Regions from separate parts of the Mus musculus genome. Here region 1 is linked to region 2. A link is a contact called in public promoter capture Hi-C data. All regions are on one chromosome and are shown on one strand. Each heading gives the region's core, a stretch centred on a gene start, on an enhancer-like site or on the middle of the called end of the contact. The rest is flanking DNA. Distances are from core to core; before and after follow the strand shown.

The links. Promoter capture Hi-C pulls out the DNA fragments that hold promoters and counts their contacts.
Region 1: a promoter capture Hi-C map of 3T3-L1-derived adipocytes shows a contact between it and region 2, with 2.9 times the contacts expected there. The contact joins two enhancer-like sites. A contact is called at or near these places in 4 of 39 promoter capture datasets (3T3-L1-derived adipocytes, cranial neural crest, hippocampal neurons and 1 more), 1 of 484 Hi-C or Micro-C datasets (cerebellum) and 1 of 9 other capture datasets (adipose tissue).

Annotation. Positions count from the first base shown.
Region 1 is chr16:92,282,787-92,288,622 of GRCm38.p6, forward strand. No RefSeq gene overlaps it. Among named protein-coding and RNA genes, the nearest start is that of Kcne2, 6.7 kb to the right of the region's middle. Within about 2 kb of position 4,020, at least 12 of the 459 cell types and tissues checked have an H3K27ac peak or open chromatin away from gene starts, as enhancers often do. A contact at or near this core is called in 3T3-L1-derived adipocytes and adipose tissue, where this site is marked.
Region 2 is chr16:91,838,764-91,844,673 of GRCm38.p6, forward strand. It overlaps Itsn1 (intersectin 1 (SH3 domain protein 1A)), which reads left to right. Exons shown (of 39, transcript NM_010587.2): 18 at 853-1,079; 19 at 2,726-2,847. Among named protein-coding and RNA genes, the nearest start is that of Gm52262, 63 kb to the right of the region's middle. Within about 2 kb of position 2,853, at least 62 of the 459 cell types and tissues checked have an H3K27ac peak or open chromatin away from gene starts, as enhancers often do. A contact at or near this core is called in 3T3-L1-derived adipocytes and adipose tissue, where this site is marked.

The DNA of each region.
Region 1 (5,836 bases), core at 2,770-5,269, 450 kb after region 2:
GGACAAGCCTCCTTTCTTCTCCACATCTGCACTCCCAGGAAGGGCAACAGGCCAGGCTACTGTCCCCTCCTTCCCCAGGGAGCACACTGACCGTGGGCCAAAGGATCCTGGACCATTCAGACTGTTCTGGATCCCTTGTTTGCCCAGGACAGCTGCTGCCCACAGTTTGTTTCTGGTCATTAAAGGCTGACGCCTCTCTGAGCCCAGGCTAAATCTGAGCTGTGGAGCGTCCAAGGGTTTGGGGGTTTTGTTTTTTCATGAGCCCCTGGTGGATTGAAAGCCAAAAGCAGGGACCCACCTGCCAATTATTACAGTTAATTACGTGCAGGCCTGACCCGAGTCCCCAGACAGAAGGTTCTGTCTTCTACTGGGGGCACCCGGGGTAGGTGGGTGGGTGGAAGGGACTGTGGCCACGAGGTAGTGAATAACTCGGTGTGTGCCTGCCTGCGCTGATTCTGGCAGCCATAGTGACCTCCTTTGCACCGTGACTTTGGCATCCAATTGTGACTTCCCCGGGGCCTGTTTGTCCTTGGATCTGCATCTGAGATCAGAGATTTGAGTGTCTAGAACTTTCCTCCTTCTGGGTTCACATGCTTGTGTTTATTTCTCCAAAGAAAAAAGAAGATCACGCCCAGCTGTATATGGTCCCATTTTCCCCGTGGCCTTTCTTCCTCTCAAGGTCCCAGGAGGCAGTTAGATATCACCACCAGCTGTCAGCTGGAAGCCCCAGGTACGGTGGGTCCTCGTGGAGTTCAAGCCTGGTGTCCTCTCAAGGTGACATGTATCCCAGCTGTCCTGGGTTCTGCCAGGCCACCTCTGGTGTGGGTGCTAATTCACTCACTAATAGAATACAGTTGTCACCAGGCGCTGGGAAGATGGCGGGAGCAGACAGGTTTCTTGCCATCTAGGAATCAGGCAGGAAAGCAGATGTCAGAGCGGTCAAGCACTGCACAAGCCAGAGAGGTGACCCAGGGTACAGATCTCCTAGAGTTGCCTTCAACCGGGGATGTGATTACCCACAAGGCACCGGGTGATATGATAAGAAGTTCAATGTGTGGGAACTGCTGTGTGGGTAACTGTCCTTGAGGGGGTAGTGTTTACGTGGAGACGAGACTGGTGAGTATGTCCACACAAAGTATATATATGGAGGGGAGGGCAAGGAAGCAGGTTCAAGAGAAGACACAGTGTTTGGTCCCCAAAGTACATAGGCCCAAGAACCCAGGTCTACAGACCTGACCTGGAGACTGCAGGCCTGGCCTCGGTGTATGAGAACTCTGGTTTCCTTAGGGATATAAGGAGCTAGGGGCATGATTTGCACCATGCTGTGGTCTGGATCTGACATGGATCCCATAATGGTTCATATGTCAGGGGCTTGGTCCTCAGCCTGGTAGTATAGAGAGAGTGGGGCCTCTAAAAAATGGGGCCCAGTTGGAGGCCATGGCTGGTCCCTTTTCATGTCTCTCTGGATTTCAGCCTGGTCGTATCCAGCATGAGATTCCCTCCTTAGAGCTGAGCTGTTTCTGGTACGATGCTCTTGAACTTTGAACGACATAAACCTTTTTAAAGCTATCCACCCTTAGGAATTTCAATATAGTGATAGAAGAATCAATAGCATAGGGACCCCCAACTGGGACACAGGATCTCTGCCCCTACCCTCATCTTCTGACGCCGCTTTCCCTTTAGCAACTTGACTCCCTGCGCTGGGCTCTTCGTCTGGGGCAAGGCTTGTGCAGATGAAACATATCTCTGACTTCAAAGTCACAGGTGACCCTGTCGGGAGGAGAAGATCTAGAGAGAGGTGACCACTGTGCCCAGAGGAAGCATGGGGACAACTGGAGGTCTCTTGACGAGGGAAAGCATTTATTCTGAGTCTCCAGAGAAGTGCTTTACGGAGGTCATCCATTCACTGGGCTGTGATGACAGCAGAGAGCTGGGACCAGGTCTGGAGGGACGGTCTGACTGGAGACACATCTGCTGACTCTAGAACATCCAAGCCTCCCTGCTGACCAGGCCGTGGGTGGCCAATGAGAACCATGTGTTGGACCGAGGCTTCTCCAGGTGGAGCCATGAGGAGAAGCCTTGTCCTGAACACGGGCTGGCTTGGAGTCTTTGATGCGTCTCTGCTGGGAGAGGACAGGGCTGACACTTTCAGGTCATGTCCCTTTGTGACTGGTGATGAAAAGATGCTGTGGTGCCTCTGCCCTGAACTCCCCACACATCTCAGACATGCCTGTCCTGCAAGAGACCTCACCTAGAAGACTGGCCCCACCCCACCCCCCCAAAAAAAATCCCACCTGCCCAGGAACCCCAGGGAATCTGTCCCCTTTGACTTCAGCAGCAGCAGCAGCAAATGCCTCCTCGTGGGGGACCCGACCTCCAGTAGCCACCTTAGTCACACGGCATTGGGGTCTATTTCTGTTACATAAACGGAGTCGTCTGCATCTGGATTCCAGGGCTGGCTGCAGGAATTTGTAAACAGTGCGGTGTCCCTGTTTCACAGAGAGTTGCCAGCACGGGCTCCCTTCCTTTCCCACCACCCGGTGTCCAGTTTTCCCTTTTATAGCGAGTCTGGCTGGGGGAGAGAGAGACAGAACTTATTTGGGAATGGAGCACAATCCCTCAACAAATTCTTTTTCTCCACCCCAGCCACCACAGCGTCATCATCTTCAAGTCTGAGGGTCTGGTGCAGACACGAGACTATCCCTGCATGAAGGCTTCTTGTAAACAGACACAGAAATCCGGAGGAAAACAAATTAGTGGCAGTTTTGATTCCCAGAAGGGTAGCAAGAAGGTTTGGAGGTTGAGGCAGCTTCCAAAAACCTTTGGACACTCATCTCCTGATCTGAGCCAAGACTAGGGGACATTATGACATCTCATGGTGGCTTCTTTTCTACTCCCTCTAAGGAACTTTCCTAACCTTCAAGGCTGCAAGCCCTTGCATAATGACATTGGTGATGTCAAGGAGAAGAGGGTCACTCCTTTACTAGCCATGAAGAGATATCTCTTCAGATTAGATGCTCTGTGAGCCTTGGAAGGACAGACACAATACGTTGGTGTCAAAACACTGTGGTGGAAAGTGCCCATATTAAGAGTCTGTTAGATGGGTTTGGGGATGCAAAGGGAGATGAGTTTCACTTATAGCTTTGCTGAAAGGGAAGGAGGGCAGGAGAGAGAGGGAGAGGGAGGGAGGGAGGTGGGGAGGGAGGGAGGGAGGGCTGGCAGATCTGAGCTTAAGATCCGTTTCAAGTTGAAACCTGCCACAGAGACTGAAGCTGAATCCTTTAACCTTCAATCAACGCAGGGGTTTTGCTCAGACTTAAAAAGTTAAGAGCTTTAAGCTAAGAGAGATGGTAAACCATCTCATTGGGACCAAGGGACTCATCAGGACCCCACACGAAAAAGTTCCCAGGCAAACCTAGCATATATTGATCTCAACGTCTGAAATCCAAAGACTTTGGACAAAAGTTCCTATATAGGAAGCTTCCGAATCAGGAGAAAGAATCATGAGACATTGCCCTCCAGGAACCCACAAACCATTGTTTGCTGCTCCCACATTACGGTCCTGGAGAAGGAAAGGGTGAGTGTTCTCTGGCACACAGAAGGAAATCGGTAGGAATTGTGCACTGACACTCAGAACAAAATTGCAGCAACCCTCAAAAGCGACCAAACGAACCTGCCGTTAAATAAAGCTACTATATGACTTAACTTCATCTGCACGGGGAACTGAATGGCTCTTAGGTCACTCCGCACGAGTATGGCTTTGGGACACTTCTGTAAACCAGCTGGAGAAGATTCTGTGTTGTTAGCTTCCTTTACTCTTTTGATGTGTGCCCCTTTCACAAAGACGTCAGATGGCGTCAGTGATCCCCAGTGAGGCAGGGACGTCTGCTATCTTCATAAGGAGCTCCGTGTACCAGAAATGCTGCAAGTGAACCCAAATCGTGGACACAGAAAGGACAAATCCGCAAGAAGGGTCTTGGCCTGTCTATGACTAAGTCACTTCTCTGGCACCCCCTGGTGGCAGACACTCACATTACAGGTACAAAACCCAGAAAGGGACTCAAGCTGCCATCTAAACTCAGAAATGAAGGAAAGCTGTTCGAGTCAAAGGAGCAGCATATGGCAGAGTTTGTGCTCAGGAGCTGTATGAAAGAATGACCTAGGCCAGACTTCCAAGAAGACCTTGGGTTAGGAATCCCCAGGGATTCTGACTTTCAAGGCCATTTCTTTCTCATCTGGCAGGTGGCGTTCTCTGACCCTAACTGCAGATACAGCATGGACCAGAGCCTTCTAAAGTGCCTGGCACTCTGTAGACACTCAGAGCCTGGAAGAGCTGAGGGCTGGAAGAACTGTTGACAGGACAGCAGACAGACAGACAGACATGGATGAACCTATGACTGACAGCTGCAGGCTATAAATTCTGATTGAATCTGAACCTTAGACCATTAGTAATTCCCGAGAGCAGCTGATACTGTGTGGCTTTAGCAGTCAGAGGCTGATGGGAATCTGAATGTGTGGCTGCAGCCTGGCTCCTGTGACGAAGCTACAGAGCACAAGGTCAAATTTCCTGGGTAAGACTTTTTCTGAGGCTTTGAAAGGCGCTTAGGTCTGGTCTAACCTTTGACAAGACTGCAGAGACTGTGCAGCTCTGCCTGCCTTTGGGCAGGGAGGAAAAAAAAACAGTAAAAAAAAAATCACAGAAAATTGAAGTGCAGGGGAGATGTCGGCCGGTGCCCTTCTTGGCATCCTGGTTGCTTTTTCTACAGCCTCGGGCTGGACTGCATAATCTCTGGGGCCCCACAGTGTTCTGAACTTCTAGACTTCTAGCAGCTCTTGGCTGAGGACAATGGAAGCTAAAGCTCTGCTGAGGAACTTTGGAGCAACTGGAATTTGTGTTCACAGCTAATTACACCGTTAGATGACACAGCGACGCTGGAGATCCCCCGCTCTTTAGCATCATAACGCCTTATAAATCTGAACATGCCCCTGCCGTCATTGTGGCGAAGTTACTACATTCAGCCCAGAGCAGTGAAAACTTATGTGCACACGCACACTCATGGGCAAATCACAGAAACTGTCATTGCAGGGACACATCTCTACAGCACAATACTAGTTCAAAACAAGGAAAAGGGACATGTTGCTATTTGCAATACTTTGCATTGACCAAAAGGACCCTAAACTGTGTGGGAAAAGCTGACCTCACAAGCGACCTACTCTGTACTCCGCATCCTATAACACTCTCACAATGACAGATGTATAGAGGGGTTTCTGTTTGGTAGTTTCCTGGGCTAATGGGAGACAGAGCTCAGACAGAAAGGAATGAAGGGAATGGGGCATGAAGTAGCTTTTGATGGCTGGGGGCGGTTCTGCCCTCTTGTGTATGGTGGTGGCACCTTGACTCCATCCATCAAACACGTGCATGCGTCAGAGTACACACACACACTGAGATCTGACTGTGGTCTGAGTGTTTTGCAATTCCTGTCTTATCAAAATCAGTAACCTACTTCTTGTCTTCTGTATAGTTATGATGATGTAATCGCCACAAGAAGCTGAGTGGGGTGGTCCATGGGACTTAACACTTTCTGTGAGTCTAAAATTATCTCAGAAAGTTTTTATACAAGCATAAAGAAATTAAAGATTCCCCTCTAGAGAGATGGCTCAGCAAGTTAAGAGCATTGGCTGCTCTTGCAGAGGACATAGGTTCTATTCCCAGTACCTAGCTGAGGTGGCTCACACCAAGGTAACTCCAGCCCCAGTGGATCAGATGCCCTCTTCTGGTCTCAGTAGGCAACAGCACTCATATGTAGACACACACACACACACACACACACACACA
Region 2 (5,910 bases), core at 1,603-4,102:
GAATCTGATGGTGCCCTCGTGCAGATCCACATGCAGGCTTTAAAACACCAATCAATGCTCATAAAATAAAAATAAATGAAAATGTTTTTTAAAAGACATTCTATGTTCTGTGCACTAGCTTTCCTGGCGCTGTGTCGCTCTGTACACCGTGAATGTTGTGCTCTCAGGCCAGGAGAGGGCAGTGAACCCTGTGGCTCTGGGTCACAGATGGTTGGGAGCTTCCATGTCAGTGCAGGGAGCCAAGAGTACTGGCTGCACCATCTCGCCAGCCCCAGATGTCTGTCTCGCCTTCAGGTTTGGGAGCCAGACGTATGTGTGAGTGTAGCTCGTCCTGCTCAGGGAGGACCTGTGAGAATCTCTACTCGTGCTCTACTCACGCTCTCACAAAAGCAGCGTCAGGCACTTTCATAAAGTGTGTGTGCATCTGTGCTCTGCAGCTTACACTCAGCTCTATCAATTACTATCATCAATCTTTCATTAATCTCAATTGAGATGTACTTTTTCTTAATCCTATAGCCACTTTGTGAAAGATATCACAATCTCTCTCTCTCTTTCTCTCTCTTTCTCTCTCTCTTTCTCTCCCCCCACCCCCGTGTGTGTGTGTGTGTGTGTGTGTGTGTGTGTGTGTGTGTGTGTGTGTGTGTGGGGTTTTGGTAAGTCATGTGACTTCATTTTGCTCAGTCAGAGCTCGGAGAACCCATTTTGTGGATTGCATTATCTGTGAAGAGCCACCCACATTCCCTTGACGTTTAGCAGCTCTGCCTAGAGGGAGGCCCTTGGGTGAAGGGGTGATGGGGGGGCGACTGTTGGGTCAGAGTTGCTTCCTCGGCAATCAAGCATCTTTGTTGGCAGACGAGTTCAGGAAAGGGACAAGCAATGGCTGGAGCATGTGCAGCAGGAGGAGCAGCCACGCCCCCGGAAACCCCACGAGGAGGACAGACTGAAGAGGGAAGACAGTGTCAGGAAGAAGGAGGCGGAAGAGAGAGCCAAGCCGGAAATGCAAGACAAGCAGAGTCGGCTTTTCCATCCGCATCAGGAGCCAGCTAAGCTGGCCACCCAGGCACCCTGGTCTACCACAGGTATCAGAAGGGGCTGAGGTGCCAGGCTCTGCCACTGTCTCCTCTGTATGTATGTAAAACAGACAGTCATCTCCCCGAGAGCAATATCTATGCCTATCACGATTTGCTCGGTTTGGGGAAAGTTCTCACTCTGTAGACCAGGCTGGCCTCAGCCTTAAAAATCTGCCTACCTCTGCCTCCTGAGTGCTGGGATTAAAGGCGTGTGCTACCACGGGCTAGCTTGCTTACATTAATCGAGCTGAGATGTCTGTCTCTGTCTGGATACTGTAGCTCTTTACCACCCAGGTGTGCACAGGAAGCCCCTCGGATACCCAGGAGCCCTCTCTGCAGGCCTGTTCCAAGTGACATGAACCTTATTTGATATATGTTACAAACGCTGAACTTGACATCTTGGGGGGAATCACGTAACTTGTTCTCTAGGTTGATATTTTCCCCTGAAGTTGCTGAGCTATGTCAACTTTTTTGTCTACACTGGGTTTTGTGCCTTTTGAAAAGTGTCAATCTGGGTTTTTTCACTTTCAATACAACTTGGCTCTTTTAAAAAGTAAGTAAGTAAATGGCTGACCTTCACTAACGCAAGCTGTCCCTTAGATAACCTCAGCTGCACACTAAAATGTATTTTCAAAATTCTTAAGCACAGTGGTAGACAGAAAGCAACAAGTAACTTGACACCATCTCATAAACCATTTGTTTCCTCCCTGGGCACACAGTGGGGTGGGGAGTGAGGTGCAGTGTTGGTCAGGAACCATCCCTTCCTGAGGTCCTATGGCTGCAGGGAGAACTTGGACTTGGGCATGTAGGGAGTCCAGGGGGACGAGGGGGGGGAGAGATGAACTAACTGTCTGGGTCAACTGTGGTCTGAAGAGGAATTTTCAATCCTTTAATCTCAGGGGTCATCGAAGCCCCTGTGACTCTTCAGTGTGAACTAGGATTGATTTTCCCCTCAATAGGAACCTTTGCTTCTCACACAGATCAAGGCTACAGAGACAACAGTCTACCTCACGCTCTTCAGATACGATGGGTGTCAAGTTACATGCAGCGCAAGTGTAGAACAATCCAGAGGGCTATAATTACCTGGTAGCCAAAATCCCAAGAATGTCCTCTGCCTGAATGCATCTTCAATTTTTTTTAATTTGATTTAAATTCTAAATTGTTTTCATTAGGGTTTATCCTTGGGCTTATTCTTTCCCCAGAAATGCAGACGCCTCAGTTCAGCAGGTCATGAGGACGCTGCGTAGACCGACCTTTGCCTGTTTATAGGGAAGGTTGTGTTTCTCTTCCTCTTTCCCTGCAAGAGTGCTTTCTGGCTGAGCAGATCTGCTGTCATCTCTGAGCAGCACCCAGGGTGGGGAGCAGAGCCTGCTGATGACTTACAAATGGGCATTGCTAGAGCCCACGCCCAGAGGCAGAGAAAGGTTCTCTGGGCTGTCTGCCCACCGCATTCAGTCCTGGCGGCTTGCTTGTGGGATCTGCTGATGAACTGCACGTGGTCTGAGTCTGCTCTCCTCTGGCATTCCATGTGTATTTCAGAAATTCCCTGAATGGTGGAAATATTTCCAGTATAAGGCAGACATAGACTAACAGCTGTCCGCCTTGGCATTGTCCGTCAGTGCTTCCTGTAATGTGTCCCTCCTCTTCCCAAACAGAGAAAGGCCCGCTTACCATTTCTGCACAGGAGAGTGTAAAAGTGGTATATTACCGAGCGCTGTACCCCTTTGAATCCAGAAGTCACGATGAGATCACCATCCAGCCAGGAGATATAGTCATGGTAAGAAAGTGTATGTCAGAGACGGTCCTCTGTCCTCACTTGGCACTTGTGACACAATTAGGAAACCTCCAGCAAGCATGCATATCAAAATGAAAGTTCTCTTGCAAAGGCATATCTCAATAGCACTTTAAATGCAGTGTTTCTATTGCTCCGTAGCCTGCTTTTAACCTTAAGTTGACTGATTGTGTCTAAAGCTAGCACTGGTTACATACTATGAAGGGTCTTTAAGAAATAGTTACAAATGCAGAATTCCTTCATTCACAGCTGCCCATAAGAACATTTATACCAGGGGCTGGAGAGATGGCTCTGCAGGTAAGAGCACTGACTGCTCTTCCGAAGGTCCTGAGTTCAAATCTCAGCAACCACATGGTGGCTCACAACCACCTGTAATGAGATCTGACGCCCTCTTCTGGGGTGTCTGAAGTCAGCTACAATGTACTTTCATATAATAAATAAATCTTTAAAAAAAAAAAGAAGAAGAAGAGCGTTTATACCTTTGAGCCAAAGTGTTTGGAGGCTGTTTGGTTTTGTTTTTTAAGTAATGGATTAAATATGAGGAATCTGAATTACTATTTAGAAAATTAACAAACATTCAATTTTGCTTTGTTGCAGTTTATACTCTTTGTGTATATTAACAATTTAATATAGTCCTCAAATTGAAACATATAAGAGTTAGTTTTAAGAAGAGAATAAAGCACTGTGGTTGATCTAATTATTTTCTAAATGACAACTTAAATTTCTTAATTAATTTAGAAGTAACTGAAAGTGAAGGCCTGAGAGACAAATGTGTTTTTCATTCTTAGGGTATTAAACAGTGGTCTGTGTTTTAATGAGAAACTGTTGCTTTAGTGCGGGCCTACCATCTCTGCAGCCTACAGTAGTGCGGACTGCTCTTCCCAGGGTTGGCTAGCTGACCCCTCGTTTCATTTGATGAGTAAAGCGTAGATGTACTCTAAGGTGCAACGTTTCATTAAACATCTTTTGCCTTGCTTTTAAACCTTTGCTTTCCTGGTGGAGGTTAAAGGGGAATGGGTAAGTGCCCCCTGTCAGGAAGTCCGCCTCCCACTCCGTGTCTTGTTCTTTGAATCACTTTAACTGTGTAAGTGAGCAGATCTTTGGATGTTGGGGCAGTGGAAACGTGTTGGGGTTTGTACCACAGAGTTGTATTGAAAAGAAAAGTCTACCTGGTGAGGTTTGTGTTGCCGGTGTCTGTCTGCTGGGCTCTGCAGAGCCGTCTGAAGGTTCTGTCCTTGTCAGGGTTCCACCTAACACCAGGAGTTCTTGGTGCATTAAACTGAAAATGAAACATTTGCAACTTTTACAAGAGATCAGAATGATTTCCTGGCTTACAAAACCTTCTTACTTACCTACTGACTGACACAAGGTCTCATGTAGCTTAGGCTAGCCTAAGCTCACTATGTAGCCCAGGCTGGCCTTAAACTCTCGGCTGTCCTGCCTCCACACCTAAGATGCATGAGCATGGGAACGGTGGAGCTCAACAGGCTGACTGTGGCTCTCTTGTCATTGCAAAACCCAGGCTCACTCACTTTGTCAGCCCTGTGACCATGGCTTCCCAGACTCCTCAGAACTTGTTTGAAAACAGCAAGCTTACACCTTAGTCACCGTGTTTCCCCTTGGGATATAGGTAGGGGTTGGGGAGCCTTACAAATACTTTGCTTTTAGAATCTTTTTGCTTTTAAACCGATTTGCTCCCAAACGGTTTTTCCATTGTTAACCATTTAATGTACTTTCTTGTGTGTCGCCATATTCTGATGTTTGATTATACAAAGAAATAGAAGATGGTGTCTGCCATTCAAATATTTAGTTTGGAAAAGGCATGAGAACCGGATGAACCCAGGCTTGGTGAAGTTGCCCATGACTGTCCAGTAACCTAGGAACTTAGAGAGGAAAGAAGTCTGTGACGTGATGTGGGATCTGTGACTGAGGCTGCCTAGCTGATCATCTCCATGTCTGAGGCTTAGAGCCTTAGCAATAAATGGCCGCTCTTCTGATGTGGAGGTGGCCATCCCCAGGGGATGGAGTTGACTCGGCCATGCATTGCCCAAGCAATTGGATGAGCAATGAGAGAGACTTCACTCATGGCCATTTTTGTTAAGCTTTACGTGAGGACCACACAGCAGCTGGCCATCTGAATGCTGGTGCCAGGCAGCATCAGGTGTGTGAAAATTACTCAGGAAGTCCCAGAAAGTAAGCAGCGGCTTAGGGAAGGATCGTGCCATGCAAGCCTGACCCTCCCTGTTGATTCCTGTAACCACGGGAAGCTGGAGGGAGAGAGTCAGCTCCCCAAAGCTGTCCTGCAGCTTCCACACGCTCCCTGCCACCCCCACCATCGCGGACCACCCCATATACCACCACACTCTTATGTACATGAAGCTCGCTCCCTTGCTCTGTCTGTCTGCTCTTTCTTTCATCTATGCCTTCCTTAGGCCATAGACATTCAGGGTATTTTCAATTCTGATACACAGTTTAGAATTCTCTGTAGGCCTTCCATTAAGGAATGTAGCCCCGCCCCTCTGTCCTGCCAGAGCTTCCCTGAAATGGTCTAGGAAACACTTCCGAGTCCCAGGACTTCTTTCACTGTTACCAGCTACCTAGTCGTTTGTCTGAAAGCTGTTCCGTGTAAGTGCTGCCCTTACCCTGCCTCCTCCTCCCCACACTGGGGTCACAGGCCTGTGCCACCACTCCTGGCTTTTATGTGGGCTGTAGGGACCCAAACTCAGGTCCTCACGCCTGTGTGGCATTCTTTTTCTATTTGTGGAGACAAAAAAAAAAAATACAGACTTCCAGGACAGCCAGGGCTACACAGAGAAACCCTAACTTGGAAAACAAATAAAATAACAACAACAACAAAAAAAAAAAAACCAAACCCTTTTCCAGAGGACTGGAGAGATGGCTCGTTGGTTAAGACTACTGGCTGTTCTTCCAGAGAGCGCAGGTTGAGTTCCCAGCACCCACATGGCTGCTCACGCCTGCCTGTAACTCCAGTTCCAGGGCTTCTGACACCATCACACAGACATACATGCCAGCAAAACACCAATAAGC